Linked DNA regions of Sus scrofa: region 2 is linked to region 1. Evidence: chromatin contacts called from public Hi-C data. All regions are on one chromosome and are shown on one strand. The core of a region is the stretch at or near the end of the contact, and the rest is flanking DNA. Distances in the headings are between cores, read along the strand shown.

What was found. Hi-C and Micro-C count contacts between places; a contact is called where the count stands out from the background.
Region 2: a contact with region 1 is called in a Hi-C map of liver, with 2.3 times the contacts expected there. The contact joins two enhancer-like sites. A contact is called at or near these places in 1 of 5 promoter capture datasets (liver) and 2 of 47 Hi-C or Micro-C datasets (blood and liver).

The regions. Positions count from the first base shown.
Region 1 is chr3:58,717,831-58,722,336 of Sscrofa11.1, reverse strand. POLR1A (DNA-directed RNA polymerase I subunit RPA1) reads right to left here. Exons shown (of 34, transcript XM_005662406.3): 15 at 2,099-2,248; 16 at 352-535. Among named protein-coding and RNA genes, the nearest start is that of POLR1A, 50 kb to the right of the region's middle. Within about 2 kb of position 2,691, at least 10 of the 83 cell types and tissues checked have an H3K27ac peak or open chromatin away from gene starts, as enhancers often do. A contact at or near this core is called in liver, where this site is marked.
Region 2 is chr3:58,753,743-58,758,049 of Sscrofa11.1, reverse strand. It overlaps the pseudogene LOC110259988. Among named protein-coding and RNA genes, the nearest start is that of POLR1A, 86 kb to the right of the region's middle. Within about 2 kb of position 2,994, at least 14 of the 83 cell types and tissues checked have an H3K27ac peak or open chromatin away from gene starts, as enhancers often do. A contact at or near this core is called in liver, where this site is marked.

The DNA of each region.
Region 1 (4,506 bases), core at 1,442-3,941:
CAACAGAGCCAATGCCCCTGCTGTTGGACCTCCATTCTCTCTGGCAAGTGCTCAGAGGGTTCTGGAGGGGCACTTGCTGGAGAGAATGGAGGTGAATGGGAAAACACCAGTCTCAAGGACTAAAACCATAAACGGTGGGGGGTGAGAAAAGACTGAATGGAAATTGGTGTGTGACAGAGAGACAGACTCTACACTACATGAAGAAACACTGAGAAGCAGCAAGGCTAGGACACATCACTGGTGGCCAAGTGAGGATGCCCTTGTAGAAGGAACCTGGCCATCCCCAGGGAAACACGCTGGCAGGTGCACCGGCCAGTGAAGGAGCCCTAGGGCTACCTGCCCAGAACTCACCCAAGGTGAAGCCTCTATAGAGCTGCAGGTAGGCGGTGAAGAGGCGGGCCAGGCAAGTGAGAACCTTGCCGCTGGTCTCCCCGCCATAGATCTCGTAGCAGCAGTGGACCAGGCCGTAGGCGGAGCTCCCGTAATGTGCCTTGTCCAGCACCCCGCACAGCAGCTCCCCGTCCCTGATGACCACCTGCAGAGGGACAGCCACCAAAGCTGCATGGAGATGATGCCTTCTGGGTGAGTCCCCGCCACACCCACCCCGTGTCTTAACCTTACTGTAACCTGCCTCAAGACCTTGATAACAAGAGGTGGGGTATAAATGGAATCATTTTTTATTTTTTTTAAATAAAGGAGGAGAGCACTAAAAAAATTTTTTTTCAGGGACTACATCACATATACACACCCCGCCCTACGTTTCAGTGAATTATATCCCTCTGCTCCCTCCACCCGTCTGTACTGACTTGGGGTCAAATATCCTTGAGAAACACCGTGTGAATGGAAAGGAGAACGCCTAGAACCCGAACTTCCTAACCATGACCTTGGCCTAGGTACTCCCTCCCTGGTACCCCAGGAGTAAGAAAACATAACCTAGGAGTTCCCGTCGTGGCGCAGTGGTTAACGAATCCGACTAGGAACCATGAGGTTGCGGGTTCGGTCCCTGCCCTTGCTCAGTGGGTCAACAATCCGGCGTTGCCGTGAGCTGTGGTGTAGGTTGCAGACGTGGCTCGGATCCCGCGTTGCTGGGGCTCTGGCGTAGGCCAGTGGCTACAGCTCCGATTCGACCCCTAGCCTGGGAACCTCCATATGCCGTGGGAGCGGCCCAAGAAATAGCAAAAAGACAAAAAAAAAAAAAAGAAAAAAGAAAAAAAAGAAAACATAACCTAATATCCTTTAGGGCCTGAATGTGTACTTCCATAAAGTTGGGTTCAAGGTCAGAAGCTAATTACAGGAAGGCTTTCCAGTGCATGATGCCGCACACGTTAAGAATATGATCTATGAGGGGAAAGAAAGCGGGCAGCTTCGGTCCTGAATGGAATGCGTGTTAGACCCTAGGACAAAGCACTTGTGAGCTGAGGCCTGGGGGATATGCCCCCACAAGGCACACGCAGGCCTTGGCAATCTTTAGTGTGGGGGCCACAGTCCCCCTCTCTGCCTTGGGGCTGCCTCCGAGGCCTGGAGCTGGGAGGTGTCAAACCTCATGGTAGGGTATCCAGCCACTCTGGGGTCTCAGGGAAAAACACAGGGTCTGCACTGTCAAGCTTGGCAGAATCGAGGTCAGAGGCTTCTGCTAGAGAAGCCTTCTCAAACTGGTTATAAGTTATTTATTTTAGGGCCGTGCCTGTGACATATGGAGGTTCCCAGGCTAGGGGGTCAAACCAGAGCTGCAGCTGCCAGCCACAGCCACAGCAGCGCCAGATCTGAGCCATGTCTGTGACCTACACCATAGCTCATAGCAATGCCAGATCCTTAACCCACTGAGTGAGCCCAGGGATTGAACCCGCATCCTCATGGATACTAGTCGGGTGAGTTATCACTGAGCCACAACAGGAACTCCTGGTTATGAGTTTTCTACTGAGAGCCAAATACTAGTGGTTGACCCAAGTCAGCACAGCTTGGGTCCGACTCCCTCCCTTGAGGCAGGACTCCCCTTCCTGCACACGTGCCTCCATGTCCCTGCCATGGTTTTAAATCAATTTGCTTAAACGCAGAACTAGAAGTCTGTAGCCAATGCAGCTGGGGCAGGCAGCCACACCTGGGACTCGCACATCAAGTTGGGGTTAAAGCCGGGAACGGGCCGAGGAGCCTCCTTCACCCAAGCTTTGCCACCAATCTTTGCCTTTCCCAATAAGTTCAGTGGGATCTGGTCCTCCGGGATTATGTTGATGAGCAGCGTGGACACGACCTGGAGGGGAAAAAGAAGACAAAGCTGGTGGTCGAAAGAAAAGCTGAGATGTTTCCTTTTAGGACTGCCGGTCCCTCTTCATCCTGAAAGGGGACAACTCCACTCCGATGAGCTGCGAGTAAAGCAGAAAAAAGCAAAAAACAAAACAAAACAAAAAAGGGTGGACAGTTTCACCTCTGTGGGACAAGTTGATCTCAGTTTTTAATTCTTCTGTTTACATGACTTAGGAGGGAGCTTAGGAGTAGAAAATTAAGTTCCTGAATAGACCAAAGGAAGGAAAGGAAAAGATACTGCTGAGGGGTCACAGTGAAGAAAGATTCTAAATTGGTATGTGGTAAAAAGGTGGACAAAGACAGCAGGCTTGAGAGAGATGCTGCCCTCTGCCAGGGAAAGGCAGCTGCCACGTCAGGCCCTGACAGGATGTCAGAGGCCTCCTTCCTTTTCAGGCCACCTCAAAGCAGGCGACAATGATCACGCATAGTCAGCAACATCCTCCCACAGAACAGCTCTGACTTGCCAGGGCGCCAGAGAAGAAAGGATGCAAAGACGAAGAACCCAGAGTTTTCCCTCTGAAGAGCTTCACAGAGCAGGCCCGAGGCATCCAAATGAGAATTGGGCTTGGCCTGCAGCGAAGCCGCGGGGACAAGGGAGTGTTCCAGTGTCTGTGGACTGTGGGCAATGCTGTCCAGGCCTTAGCACTGCTCCTTTGTAGGATACAGAGAAGATGCATTCGTTCACTCAGCAGTTATTGAGCTCTATCGAGTGCTTACCATGAGCCAGGTAGGCGCTGGGGGAGAAGTGACCACAACAGGCTCTGCCCTCAGCGGAGCCTCCATCTTGAGGAGAGCCAAACTGTGGAGGAAAATAAATCGGGGAAGGAAGACCCAGAGTAGAGCAGGGGGAGAGAGTCTTTGGTATTTTAAATAAGACAGGCAGGGAAGGCCTCGCCAGAAGAGGACAGAGCCCCACAGAGATTACAGCACATGGTTCCCATTGTGGCTCAGCAGGTTAAGAACCCAACCAGTAACCATGATGACACAGGTTTGATCCCTGGCTTCACTCAGTGGGTTAAGGATCTGGAGTTGCTGTGGCTGTGGCGTAGGCCAGAACCTGCAGCTCCAATGTGACCCCTAGCCTGGGAACTTCGATATGCCGCGGGTGCAGCCCTAAAAAGACAAAAAGAAAGGGGAAAAACAGGAGCGCATGGTTCAGGCAGAGGCTTTCAGTTTAGGGTAAGAAGGAAAGTTATGATCACAGGAGTGACACACTGATTTAAGTTTTAACAGGATCACTTGCTCCAGATCCTGGTCTGGACAGTGAGGCTAAATAAATGCTGCAAAGAGAGTTCCCTGGTGACCCAGCAAAGATCTGGCATTGTCACTGCTGTGGCTCGGGTCACTGCTGTGGTGCAAGGAGTGCCACACGCGAGGTCAAAAATACATATATAACACATACATACATACCACAGAGAATAAGCCTCCCGACAATGACAAGAAGGACTGGTACTTTAGAAGTAGTTATTAAAACCAGCCGAGCAGGGAGCACCATGGAACAGAGTCTCCGTATGGAGCACAGCACAGGGCACCCTGGTGATGTGACCACCTGGCCGCCCCATGGCTCCCGCACAGTTCTAATATATATATTAGAACTATGCTAATATATATTGTTTTACAGAGCTAATATATATTGTTTATAGAGCTAATATATATTGTTTTCCTTTTTACGGCTGCACCCATGGTATACCGAAGTTTCCACACTAGGGGTCAAATTGGAGTTGCAGCTGCTGGCCTACACCACAGCAACTCAGTATCTGAGCCACATCAGTGACCTACACCACGCCAAGACCAGGGATCGAACTTGCATCCTCACAGACATTATGCCGGGTTCTTAACCTGCTGGACCACAGCAGGAACTTCGGAAATCAATTTTGTTGACTGGGATTAATTATGGCTTCTGAAAGGCTAGGGATTCCTTCCCTTGCCCAGCTGGGCCCATCAATATGGCTGCCCATTCCACACGCAGCTGCTAACGGGAGGCCATAGGAGGCCCCCAGAGAGAGGCAACTGCTCTCTAACAAGCAACTGCTCCACAGAAAACCCTTTCAGGGGTGGGGGTGGGGGGAGAGATAACCATGTGTCAGCTCCAGAGAGGCCAAGAGCACACATTCCCAAAGACACAGCAGGCTGGGGCAGGCAGCCTGGTCTAACAGGCTACCAGGGCTGAGGAGGGCTGGGAGCCATCAGCTGGCTTCAACAGCT
Region 2 (4,307 bases), core at 1,745-4,244, 35 kb before region 1:
GGTTATTAGTTCCTTAGGGGGGCTGCTTGTCATGTACTAGTTCCAGTGTCATCTCGTCAGCTGGCTGTGGAAGCACAGGACCCCCCACCACCCCCACCCTGCCTCCCCAACCTTGTGCACCGAACTATCTCATCTGTAACCCTAGGGGGCATGCTTAGAAGGGCTGCTCCTTGGCCTGAGGAGGCGTTTGGTACCCGTGCATCTGCCTGCCGCGCTCCACGTAGGCAAATGTAGGCAACCGCTGATGTGAACACCCCTTCCTCGGGGTCTGGGTAGAAACTGGGGGCCCGGACTCGAGCCAGCAGCCTTTCTGAAGATCCTCGTACCTCCATGTGTGGATTGTCTCCGTGGAATTGCCGGGAAAGAAGGAGGGGGACCGTGCCCCTTGCCACACAAGGTGAGCTCCAGGGGAGGATGGGCATCTGCTTCTGGAACATGGTAAGAGCAGCCGTGCAGGAGCCCAGGGCTCTGGGGGCTCTGCTTCTGACTCTGGTAACTTTCCGCCATTGCCATGGTCCCGCCAGCACTCTGGAGACGGCGTAAAGTTGCGGTCCTCTGGTTGGTCTTTACAAGGAGGATTTGCCTTTTCAGTCTATCTCTGTATCTCAAAAGATAACCAGCTGCCCTAACTAGAGTTGAGTGGTGGGCATGGCCCTGCATGGACAGTTACTAGCCTCCTTAACCACAGTGTGGATGCTGCACTGAATTCTTGACCTGGATTATCTCACTCATTTAAATGGGGGGAGGGGGCAGTATTGAATGCAGATGACAAAGGCTTATCCATATCTGTAAGAAATGAGTTCTTTAAAATGGACAGTAGGAGTTCCTGTTGTGGCTTAGTGGGTTAAGGACACATCCAGTATCCATGAGGATGCAGGTTCAATCCCTGGCCTTGCTCAGTGGGTTAAAGGATCTGGCACTGCTGCAAGCTGTGGTGTAGGTCATAGATGGGGCTTGGATCTGGCATGGCTGTGGCTGTGGCATAGGCCGGCAGCTGCAGCTTTAATTCAACCACTGGCCTGGGGACTTCCAAATTCCTTGGGTGTGGCTTCAAAAAGGAAAAAAAAAAAAAAAAAAAGGAAAAAAACTGACAGTAAAGGTCAATAGAAACCAACCGATAGAAAAAAGAGCAAAGGATACAAATAGACAGTTCTCATAAATGTAAGTCAGACTAGCCAAAACATTTATGAAAAGATGCTCAGATTTTTTTTTGGCCACTCCCACAGCATGTGGAGGTCCTTGAGCCAGGGATCAAACCCGAGACACAGCAGTGATCCAAGATGCTGCAGTGAAACTCGGAATCTTAACCCACTGTGTCACAAGAGAACACATGCTCAGAATTATTAATAGGGAATTGCAAATTAAATTGAGATGCCATTGCTTACCTCTCAGAGGGGCTAAAATGCAAGTGATTCTGTTTCTTAAAAGAAATAGTTGACACCCCTCCCCTTATGTGTATGTGGCAGGGTTTTTCAAATTCCACACCACTGATGTTTAGGGCTGGATGTTTTGATTATTTATTTATTTATTTATTTATTTATTTTTACAAATGAGGCAATTTATTAACTCAGCATCACTTGTTGTAATGCTTCTTGTTGGCAGCTCCCACCTGCCAAGTGATTCTGTCCAGATCTCTCTGTTCCAGATGTGCCCATTTGTAGCCCCCATCTTGGTCCTTTTCCACCATTCTCAGCCCTTCCAGGACCTGGAGGACCCGGTGGCATTCTTGGAGCCTGTGCTGAGTGGTCAAGCAGGACACTGCTTCTCTGACATCCCCCAAAGATCCTAGTGATGGAGGGGTCCCCAGCGCGGCCCCGGAGGTCCAGCTGCTGTGCTGCAGAAGACCCAGTTCTCATCACAGGGCGTCGGCTTTGTATGCTTGGCCAGCTTGACAGGGTCCACCCATTCAGGGCCGTTCAGCTTCCTGGACCTCTTGAGGAAGGCTGGCAGAGCTCCAGACTCCCACTGGTTCACGCCTTTTACAGTAACTCCAGGCATCATGGGGCCCCTGTGCTGCCAGCCAGGAGAAAGGGGAGGTAATTCTTTATTGCAGGGGCTGCCCCTATATTATCGGATATGCAGCAGCATCTCTGGTCTCTCCCCGCTAAATGACTTGAACACCCCCCTCTCCTGTTTAATACCCAGAGATGACACTGCCAAACGTCCAGGGGGGCAAAACTGCCCCCTACCCTCACTAAAAACGACTTGGTATATAGGTAAACACATATAGCTGCACATACTTTTGTGAATACTTATTTTCTAGGGCTGTGCCTGCAGCATATGGAGGTTCCCAGGCTAGGGGTCAAATTGGAAATGCAGCTGCTGCCTACGCCAGAGCCACAGCAATGTGGGATCTGAGCCATGTCTGTGATCTACACCACAGCTCCCGGCAACGCCGGATCCTTAACCCACTGAGCGAACCCACTGAGCGAAGCCAGGTACCGAACATGAATCCTCATGGATAGTAGACGGGTCTGTAATCTGCTGAGCCACAACAGGCGCTCCATAATTTTAAAGACCATTTTATAGACAAGGAAACTGATGCACAGAAAGAACAAGTAGCTGTCAGCAGAGGACCCAAGATTCCAAGAGGAATCCAATTTCACGGCTTAGTTTCTTTCTTTTTCTCTCTCTTTTTTTGGCAGGCTCCTGGGCCAGGGATTGAATCTGAGCCACAGCTTTGACTTATGCCAGCAACACCAGATCCTTAACCTACTGTGGTGGCCAGGAATCAAAACTGAGCTGGCATGGAGACAATGCCAGGTCCTTAACCTACTGCGCCACAGCAGGAACTCCTTACGGCTCAGTTTCTTGCCTGAAAGGCAGCCACGCTGCTCAAGGACGTTCTTGAGGTCTGACCGGTTGAATGCATGGGGACTTTAGGTTCACGCTTCCAGGCAAGAACCATGGGTCAAGGAAGGGGAACCAGGGCCTAGGGTTCCTGAAACTATCACATGTGAGGCCACAGGCCCAGGGCCGGCTTGGCTCCTTGAGACGACAGTGTTGGGAAACCAGTCCAGAAAGCAGCAGCCAGCAGGGTCGCCTGACCTCTGAGCAGGGCTGACCGCTGCTCGAAAAGAAAGGCCTAAGGCTGAACCACAGGGCGGCCTCTCCTATACTCAGGAGAGTAGGTAAAGCGACTAGGGTGGAAGCAGACTCATGAGGAGGGTGGCGAGGACTGGACTCCTGATTGGATTCACTTCCCTCCCCACTCGGCCCCCTCCCCAAAGCCCCCTAGAGCCAGCTGGGTGCACGCTGTCCCTATCTGGAGTGGCAGGGGTAGGGCACAGGTTGGCATGATGCCTGGTGGGTTCCTCAACCTCTAGCCAGACCACAAGGGGCTGAATTTCCTGTTGCTTGCATGTTTGGGGCCCCAGATCACAAGATCTGTGAAGGCAGGGCCTGCATCTTTGGGGGCCTGGTGCAGTGGGCAAGGTTGGGTGGGTGCAGAACGAGAAGAGGAAGGGCGTGGGTGGGATTTTTTTAGGTTGAAATGTGCCTTCCAGGCCTCTGAGCCCAAACTCTTGGGTTCCTCGATTTACTCAAAGGCTGAGCAGCTCCGGGAGCTCTCTGGTGGTGTAGTGGTTAGGAATCATTGCTTTCACTGCTGTGGCCCAGGGTTCAATGCCTGGTCTGGGAACCGAGATCCTACGTCAAGCCGCAACATGCCATGGCCAAAACAAACAAAACAACCACCACCAAAGGCTCAACAGCTCTAAGGACACCCAAGGGCAGCCCAGGCGAGATGAGGTGCTCAGCCCTATCCCCTGGGACCAGGTTCTGGCCTTTCCTAAGTGGGGATGTGTCCCAGACAAAACAGAACTCCTGATTACCTCTCCTGGAAAGAGGGAGGAGGTGCTTCAAGAACCGGAGGCATGATCCTCATTCAGTAACTCAAGCTTAGCTTTTTTTTTTTTGTCTTTTTGCCATTTCTTTGGGCTGCTCCCGCGGCATATGGAGGTTCCCAGGCTAGGGGTCTAATTGGAGCTGTATCCACTGGCCTACGCCAGAGCCACAGCAACGCGGGATCCGAGCCGCGTCTGCAACCTACACCGCAGCTCACGGCAACGCCGGATCGTTAACCCACTGAGCAAGGGCAGGGACCGAACCCGCAACCTCATGGTTCCTAGTCAGATTCGTTAACCACTGCGCCACGACGGAACTCCAAGCTTAGCTTTTTAAATGGAAACTTCTCAGAGCTGCGTCTTGAAACTCTTGCTGGTCCAGTGTCCCCTCCTCCTGCCCCCACAGGTGCCCAGTTGGTAGGAACTTGTAAGTTGAAGACGCAGAGTCTCCTTAATGGGCTG